Regions from separate parts of the Sminthopsis crassicaudata genome. Here region 2 is linked to region 1. A link is a contact called in public Hi-C data. All regions are on one chromosome and are shown on one strand. Each heading gives the region's core, a stretch centred on a gene start, on an enhancer-like site or on the middle of the called end of the contact. The rest is flanking DNA. Distances are from core to core; before and after follow the strand shown.

The links. A called contact is a pair of places that touch in the nucleus more often than the background predicts.
Region 2: a contact with region 1 is called in a Hi-C map of fibroblasts, with 2.6 times the contacts expected there. The contact joins the promoter of LOC141554123 here to the promoter of LOC141554117 in region 1. A contact is called at or near these places in 2 of 2 Hi-C or Micro-C datasets (fibroblasts and hippocampus).

What each region holds. Positions count from the first base shown.
Region 1 is chr2:35,407,158-35,411,991 of ASM4859323v1, forward strand. It overlaps LOC141554117, which reads left to right and starts at 2,887. Exons shown (of 5, transcript XM_074285694.1): 1 at 2,887-2,959; 2 at 3,655-3,726. The coding sequence starts at 3,691.
Region 2 is chr2:35,591,499-35,596,332 of ASM4859323v1, forward strand. LOC141554123 reads right to left here and starts at 2,017. Exons shown (of 5, transcript XM_074285706.1): 1 at 1,914-2,017; 2 at 1,274-1,352. The coding sequence starts at 1,306.

The DNA of each region.
Region 1 (4,834 bases), core at 1,637-4,136:
AGAAGTTCGTGGTGCACAATAATAGCAATATTCTAATGATGACCAGCTGCCAAAAACTTAGTTATTCTGATCAAAAGAAGTCCAAGGGATTCATGATGAAACACACTACCCACCTTCAGAGTGCAAACTGATAAATATAAATTAAAGTAAGATTTTTTTTTTCATTTTCCTTACTGTTTTTGCTACAATGCTAAATTTTTTAAATTTGGGAGGGGGGGTATGATTTCATATGTATAGTTGACATATTTCTTGCTTTATCAGTGGATTGGGGAGGGACTGGAAAGAGAATTTTGGATGTCAAAATGTTAAAAAGAATGTTCAAAATAAATAACTTTTTTATTTAAATGGTTTAAAAAAGAGGTTTGGTATCACTAACAACATGGACCAGTTTATTGAACTTCTAAAGTTGAGTCTTTCTGCATCAGAGAATAAAATCCTCAATCTGTTGCCAGATGGCTGCAATGCCAAGTGGGGGTCAATTCTGGAGGTACAAGCTTGGTTTCTAGGGTCACAGAAGGTTTGATGAGTGATTAATATACACAACTCCTCAACTACTTGACCAATCTTGGAAGTCACCTGGTCTTCTCTCTCAAAGATTTACAATCCCATTACAAATCACGATTTACAATCCCATTATTCCAGCAGCCCCATCCTCTCAACCACAAATGTCCCAAAAGGCTCAAGTTTCTGGAGCTGCTGCCCTCTTCTAGCCCTTTTCAATGTTTTGTAATATCTTCCCACTTGCTGGGCAAACATATGTTATCGGCTTGTAAATATAGGCTTAGTGGGCTTTAATGAAAGCATTATTATTTTCTAATCAGTAAGAAAAACACTGGATCCCTGGAACTTAATGATATTGGCTGACATAGGATTTAGGAATATCACTTTGTTAATTGTACAGAGAATGTGTTGGAAAGGAGAAAAACCACCTGTTTGCCTGTTTGAGGCTGAACTGAATGTAAAAGTTACCCACACTCAGAGATAGCCAATTACTTTGTAGATTATTGTTTTTGGCAAACCATGATTCAAGAGGACTGACAATAAGGATATTCATCTCTTGCAGAGACAATGGGTTTAAAATACAGAGTGAAACTTGATTTTTGGATGTGACCAATATGGAAATAGACTTTTTTTGGACTATGTATACATGATAGAAAGATTTTACTTTTCTTGACTTTTGTTCACTGAGATAGAAGGGAAAACTGCTAAAAATAAAAGTAAAATTTTAAATTGAAAAATTCTACAGCTAGGACTTTAGAGCATGCCAGCACCTGAGATAAAATGCTTCATTACATGCAGAATAAACAAAAGAATTACAAATTATAGTAGGAAAAATAGAACGGCAGTAGTGGACAGGTGAAGGAGAAGCTTTGGGCATATACGCTTCTTTCCCATCCTCTGCGACAACAAACTAGGCTTTTCACACACACAAGAGGGAAGTGAGAAAGGTGAAATAAAATGGGAAGGCAGAATGGCCTTGAGCATCACCAATAAGCATCCCTGGAGTGGACAAGGGGAGGGAAAGTAAGAGATTCAAATGGCCCTCCCAAGTGATCATTTATTAAATATGTCACCTGTACAGATTCTTGCTGCAGCATTTAAATAGTTATCAGTTCATGAATCCATTTAAAATTATTGAAAGTGATGTGTAGTCCCTTATTAATAAGGAGACTACTAAGAAGTAAAACTTAATTTTCCCCCATCGAAGGAGGGGCCAAAGGATAGTGAGAGTAGGAAGCTATAATGGGTAGAGGGAATAGGAACTTTGGAACTGGTTGGAGAATTGATAGTAAAGTAATATAATCCAGAGTGGCTGAAGCCTCTTGTAAATTATGTATAACCTACTTAAAGCAATCTGTCAGGACTGGACAGAAATGTTCTACTTGTAGGTAAACTGAGTGAATTAAAACTTCACTTCCTTTTTATCTTGGAGAATCCTGCTTGGTGAAATGACTATGTTTATTTACTTTCTATACTTTTATAATGAGTTTTGGCTGCAGAAAAAAAAAAAAAATCAGCAGCTCTCAATGATCTGAGGAAGGAGATAGGGTAAATTTTGAACACGACCTAGACTTGGCCAGGAGCTATGTCTGCAAGCCCAGGAGATGGAAGCCGGCGGGCCTTGCCCATGAAGAAAGCCCCGGGGTAGTCTGTGCATCCATCAGGAGGCCTGGGGTTTTCTTCCTCAATGGCACTGGGTGTCCTTGTACTTCCCCTTGGGGAGGCTCCTGTCTGTCCTGGGCTGACTCCTCTGAAGGATCTCTCGCCATGGACTCGGCTGATCCCCTCATCCACAGGCACGTCCAGAACCACGAATGGGTTTCCAACTCTTCCATCACCATCTCACGCAGGAAGTTTTCACTTCTCTTTCCTCCAAATTGGTCCAGTCTTGGGGCTTCTCCTGGGCGGGAGCTCGCCCCTCCCTGCAGTCCCTTCTCAGGCCCCGCGCCCGCTGCGCCTCTCAGAGCTCTGGGGCTCGTGGGGCTGCAGCAAACTCCTCTCCGGACCCCCGCGGTGAGCGCCTCCTCCCGGAGCCCCCACGCCACTGCCCGGCTCCGGGGACCACGGCGGGGCTCCCGCTGCCTCGGGACGAAAGGCGATGAAAGGCTCATGCCTTCACTTTTCTCCCATTCTGCCTCTTCCCACAGTCGGCGCGCGGCCAGGCCGGGCCGGGCTCGGAGAACTGCAAACGGGCACTCCCCACCCTTACTAGGAGACGGACCCGTTCAGTGCCGCGGATTGCTGGAGACTGTCCCGGAGCCGAGTTCCAGGAACGCGCAGGAAAGGCAGCAGCTCTGGACTAAGATTCCCAGAAGACCTTGCTCACCAGAGGAGCATTTTCCAGTTCAAGGGAGGGAGAATGGGCGTGCCTCTTACGTCATTTCCGTCCCGCCCTCTCAACTCTCTGGCTTGGATTTGTGCTTTTTCCCTTCTTTGCCTGGAGCTGACCTAGCCTCGGGTGAGCGGCCGCTGCGAGCCGGGCCTTGCCTGGCCGGAGCCCGGCCGCGGGGGTGGGGCACGGGTGGAGCGCTGGGCTCTGGTTGGGGAGCACACGTTATGGGAGGGACGTCCATCCCGGGGCGAAAGAAGCCCTCCGGGGACTTCCAGGTCTGGGGGCGTCGCCGACTCCAGGACGGACCGGAGAGCCGGAGTGCGTGGGAGAGCACCGTGGGAGGAGGGGGTTCAAGCGCCCTCTACTGCGTGTGCGTGACCCCACCCGGGAATCTCTTGTCAAAGAAAGCAGCGTGATTTGCCATTTCCTTCTGCTTGTAGCAGATGAGAAAACTGAGGCAGTCGGGGGTCCCACTGCGAGCCAGGGTTAGGATGGAGAGCCCCAAGGTGTGTGGGGCGTGACTGACTCCAGGTTCAGCCCTTCCCCCAAGGGCCAAGAGTCTTAGGGAAGGCTCCCGTGGGGCCGAACCAGCCCTGGTGCCCCTCCTCCCGAAAGCCTCCGCTGTCCCTGGGGCCAGTTTCTCCGCCTCAGGGTATCATCTCGGTCCGATCTCCTACCTGGTCCCTAAAGAGATGTCGGTCTGGAGACAGCGTCCCCCTGCCCCGGGCTGCTGTCCAGCTCCGGGAGAGCGGGCATTCCCAGCCTCTGCTTAGGGCGCACGGGCACCTGGCCGGCTTCTCACGGTCTCCTTTTCTCCCCAGCTCTGCCTCGGAGGCCTCTTTTCTTCCCCTGAGGGAATGGCTCCAGTCCTCCTGAGCGCCCCGCCCTGCCAGGTGAGTGCCCGGGGCTTCTCCCCTAAAAACCAGATCTGGGGGGAGCGGGCGTTTCTCTCCCGTGTTGTGACCCTAGAAATGACCGCCTTCAGTGACGTCTTTAGAGCTAAAACATAGTATAGTTTTTCTACTTATCTTCCCCCTCCACAAAACCACATAGATTTCTTTTTTTACAGTTTTGAGTTTCAGAATCTTTTCTAGCTCCTCACCTACATACGAAGTCAAGCAATAGGACACCTATTGCACTTAAGTAATCAAAAACATTAGCCATCTTGAATAAAAGGTAATGAAAATAAAAGAAAGCGAAAATAGGCTTTAATCTCTTTCAGAATTCTTCAGTTCTCTTTTCACTTTTCAGTCTGTGGAAATTTCATGCATAATTGTATTCATCAGGGTAGCTTTGTTGTTCACACTTATCAGCTTACAACATTATGGTTGCTATGCACAGAATTCTCCTAGTTCGGCTCAGTTCACTTTTTTTCTTGTTGTTGTTGTTGTTCCTAAAAGTCTTCCCAGGTTTTCCTGAACTTTATCATTTCTTAGTGCACTGTAGTATTCCATCAGAATCACATGCCATGTCTTATTCAGCCATTCCCTAGGTGATAAACATCTCTTATTTCTAATCTTTTGCCATTACAAAACAAAAAATAAAAAAAACCTGATGTAAAGATTTTTTTGTACATTTTTATACATTTAAATTATTTTCTTCATCTTTTTGGCATTTAGCCATAGTAGTAATACTGCTAGGTCAAAGGATTTGCACGGTTTTAGTCTCTTTGGGCTATAGTTCCAAATTGGTCTCCAAAATGTTTGAAGCAGTTCTCCACACTATCAAGTTGTAGTAGTGTCCCTATTTTTCCACATCCCTTCCAGCACTTATTATTTTTTATTTTTATGATGGTAGCCAGTTTGAAAGGTATGAGGTGTTTTACTTTGCATTTCCTTAATTATTAATGATTTAAAGCACATTTTTCATATTACTCTTTTTTTTGCTTTTCTCTCTTTTTAAAATATTTTTTAAAATTAATTTTATAATTATAACTTTTTTTTGACAGTACATATGTACTGTACATAATTTTTTATAACATTATCCTTTGCACTCCCCTCT
Region 2 (4,834 bases), core at 767-3,266, 180 kb after region 1:
GCTTTTAATAGCAATAAGAAAAACGCTCTAGATCACAAATAATTAAGAGAAGTACAAATCAAAACAACTCAGAGATATCACTTCATATATATTGGATACTTTATATGACAGAAAAAGAAGATAAACCCTGGAAACAATGTTTCCAGGGAAAATCTGGGCATTAATGCAATATTAGTAAATTGTGAAGTACTTCAATCACTCTTCAAGAACAATTTGGAATTATGCCCCAGGGACTATCAAATTGTCCATACTTTTTAATAATCTTTTTAAGTCTGTATCCTCAAGAGATAAAAAGGAAAAGGACCTAAATGTACAAATATACTCATGTCAGCTTTTTTTTCCCCCAGTGGTAAAGAATTAGAAATTGAATGGATGCCCATTGGTAGGGAATGGCTGAATAAGACTTAGTATATGATTATGATGGAATACTATTGCACAGAAATAAATGAGGAGGCAGTATGTTCAGAAAGACCTGGGAAAACATTTAAGATCCGAGGCAAAGTGAAATGAGCAGAATCAGGAGAACATTGTGTATAGTAACAGCAACATTGTAACAACGATCAGCAGTGACTTAGCCATGCTCAGCAATACAATGCAAGACGATTTCAAAGGACTCATGATGAAAAAAATGCCATCCCAAAATTAATGGAGTTTGAAAGCAGATTGAAGCATACTTTTTGTGCTTTATTTTTTTGTGTTTTTTTTTCCACAACATGACTAACATAAAAAAATGTTCTGTATAACAGCACATGTAAAAATGTGTCAAATTGCTTTTCTGCTCAATGAAGGAGAGAGGAGAGAATTTGGAACTCCAAATTAAAAAAAAAAAAAAGTTTACATGTAAATGGAAAAAATAAAGTATTAAATTAAATTAAAAAAAAAAAACCCTGAAGTATCCAAAGAAAAAAATTATCTACTCTGATCAATATAATGATCCACAGAAACTCCACAGGACTCATGGAAGAAAAATGAAGAGAACTGATGAACTCAGGGCAGATGAAAACATAGTTTTCACTTTCTTTTCATGCATAATGAGTATCCCATTGCTTACCTTCTCAATGGGTGGGGGAGGGGCTGGAGGGAGAGAAAGATTTTGGAACGTTTAATGTGGCGTAATTTTGAATTTGGTAATTCAAGATTTTGGGAGAATAAATAGATGATCTCTATAGTATCGTTTAGCTTTAAATTTATGACTCTCTGATGGCCACAGTTTCTAGCATTAGAGCATGTTCAGACTGAGTGTTTCAGGACAGCAGCAGTGGCGGTCACTCACCTCGCATGGTCTGGCGGTCACTCCGGGGGCCATCGCCTCCTCCTCGGGGGCACAGCGGAGGCCACGAGAGGCCGAGGTCCTGGGGAGGAAAGGAGGCCCATGAGAAGCCCCTCTTGTCACTGAGGGGGACCCCGGGGCGGAGGGAGGCGGTCACCTCTGTTCTGCAGGGGACACAGCCTTCGGGACATCTCCCTCAGAGCTCAGGCAGGACAAGGGACGAGCGAATAACAATTAATGTGGAAGGAGGCAGGGATGCTGGCCCGCAGCGGACCCAGAGGGATGCTGTGGGGAAACGAGGCCGCAGGGAAGTCTGGACTAAAGACCATAAACTTGACGTTCACTTTCTAAGACTTTTGGCAAGAGAGGTAGGACTGAGGCCAGGCGGGTCAGAAGTTGCCTAGGGGTCATGGGGCAGGGCGTGAATGAGACTACATTTGAATCTGGCTCCGCCCCCCCGTATTTTCCTCTGCGCGTGCGCCATGAGCAGGCCACCGTAACTGCCTGGAAGGCTTCCATCGCCCTCTGGCGGACACTCCTCCCATTCTGTGTGTTCCTCAACCAGACCCTGGTACTCCCCACCCGCCGCACCCGAGAAATCGGCCTCCAGCTAGGTTTGGCCCCTTTTTCATCTGCTGCTCACCCCGTCACAGGTCGATAAGGATAGAGAAGGGGAAGCGGCTACAAGAAAGCCTAGAAGTGGGCGGGGAGGAAGTGACGTATGGGCGACCATCCTCACTGAACTGTTCCCATGGCCTTCTGGGAAACGTAGTTTGCATGCTGTCACATCTTTTGCGCATGCTTCAAGCTCCGGCGCCTCTTTGAAGAATGTGATCCTTGCTTGGCTGAATGCATCACTCTTCTCGGCTTTTTCTGTATTGGAGGTCCACTTCCTCTACTGATCTCGTGCATGATCTTCATAACCTCAATACCTGTGGGGAGTTAGGAATCAGATCAAAGTCTTAATTTGTCACTGTGCCCAAATAGCTATGAAACTGCAGACCGTTTGAACCAACAGTGCCACTAGTGGGTTTATATCCCAAGGAAATCATAAAGGTGGGAAGAGAGTGTGCAAAAATGTTTTTAAGCAGCTCTTCTTTTGGTTTGAAAACCACAGGAAAGGTTTGGAAAATGAATGGATTCTGGTCAATTGGGGAATGCCTAAGTAAGATATGAAGGTAAAAAAGATGAACAAGCTGATTTTAGAAAGACCTAGATTTACATGAACTGATGCTGAGTGAAACAAGCAAATCCAGGAACACTTTTTTTATTGAAGCTTTTTATTTCCAAAACATATGCAAGGATAATTTGTCAACACTGACCCTTGCAAAACCTTGTGTTGCAATTTTTCCCCTCCTTTCTCTCACTCTCTGCCTGCGATGGCAAGTAATCCAATATATGTTCAACATGGTGAAAATATTTGTAAATCCAATATAGGCATACCTATTTATACAATATTCTTCCTGTGCAAGAAAAATCAGATCAAAAAAAAATGAGAAAATAAAATTCAAGCAAATAACAAAAGAAGTGAAAATGCTATGTTGTGATCCACACAACATTCTTACAATCCTCTCTCTGGGGGCAGATGGCTTTCATCATCACAAGATCATTGGAACTGGCCTGCATCATCTCATTGTTGAGATCAGACTTGATTGTTGTATAGTCTTGTTGTTGCCATGTACAATGAGCTCCTGTTCTGCTCATTTCACTTATCATCAATTCATGTAAGCCTCTCCAGGCCTCTCTAAAATCATCCAGGAATACATTGTATTCAGTAAGACTATATGATGATCAACTATGAAAGACTTGATTCTACTCAGTGGTTCAGTAATCCAAGTAAATCCCAATAAACTTTGGACAGAAGATGCCATCTGTATCTGAAAGAGAACTATGGAGACTGCAAATCAACATGTGCTATGTTCACTTTTTTTCTAAATTTTTTCCTCTTATGGTTTTTCCCTTTTGTTCTGATTTTTGTCTCCCAACATGATTCATAAAGAAATTTGTGTTAAAGTATTAATACATGCATATTAGCAGAAAAAATAATAAAAAACCTAATCCATCCTTGCAGTCCTTCCTGCCAACTCACTTGTTAATATTTATTAATGCCAGGAATCTTTCTACAACAGTCACCATGCTCTAAGTGCTTCCTGGGGTCTAGATCTGCCCAAATGAAATGATGAGAACATGAAGAGAAGCAATGTTTTTGGGAAGAAAACCTGGATTTATCTGGTGGATTCCCAGAGTGCTTGCTCACCTCTGTGGGCTTCAAAAGATACACATTGGAGATGGAGGTGAGGGCAGGTCAAAAGACCAAGACACAAATGAGCACAGGGCAGGCAGAAGAGGTCAAGAAGATGCAAACTAACAGCAGGAAAAATTAAGGATAACAGCAGAGTTTGCTTTAATTTGGATTTTTTTTTTTGCTTTGTTTTTTAATAGCCAAATTGGAAAAAAAGTTGGTTGATTGATAATTGTTCTCTAGAGAGAACCAAACTTACATGACTATGTTGGGATCATTGTACAATGTGTCCAATTTTGGTTGAATTTGAAGGCTTTACTACATTTTGGGCTCAAATAGTCCACATAAACATTTGGAATGGAGATGTCCCTAAATTTGAATATTTCACATTTATTTTATCCTATTGCAATTCTGCTTTGCCCACAAAGCACCTTCTTTGATGTGGGCACACTATGCTAGATGTTCCTCTGCTAGTGTCTCTCATGTCTCAAATTGGTTTCAGAGTTCTTTAGAGAGACCTTGAGAGAGCACTTCTTCTGACCTTCATGTGAGCTCTTGCTTCATGTGAGTTCCATCAGAATTACTCCCTATGGAACAGGGTTTGAATATTGGAAATTTAATTCAAGAAAGAACCTCATTATTTTGCTGGGTGATTTTCAGACTTTTTGTAAGACAATTCAAATAGAAGCAATTCCCGTTTCCTAACATGAAGCTAGTATTACTGTCTAGGTTTCACAGGCATGTAAAACAATGACAACAATATAACAATGACGGGTCAGCGCAATGGTTAGGTAGAACTTCAGTTTGGCAGGCATTCCAATACCTCTTCTCTTTCACTACTTCCTTTGGAGTCTCTTAAACACAGCTGGCTCTGGCAATGTTTGCATCAAACTCATCCTCTTTTCACATCAGTTATTGTCCTAATAAGTAAACTTATCCACAGCATTCAAGATTTCTCCATGATCTAAGCAGAAGACCCATTTCTTATCAACACATTTCCCCACATGTACAATTTCCCACTTCCCAATCATTAGGAAATACCAATAGGTCATGGACTCTGCATCTTTTGAAATTCTAACATGGTTTCCTTTATAGATTCCAGGAAAATGATCACTTCCAGAAAGAGTAAAAAAGACTCATAACCTGGTAGTATACTGCCTGAAATTTGTTAGGCAACTTCTTTATCTGGTGTCTCATACCTTTGACCAGATTAAAGAGCTTTTTACCTATTTTTAGATGAGGCATTCTAATCCCTGCATCTTATCATGAGAAGTGATGGTGGTCTTGAAGAGACAAAGCCATAAAATCAGTTACCAGAGAAA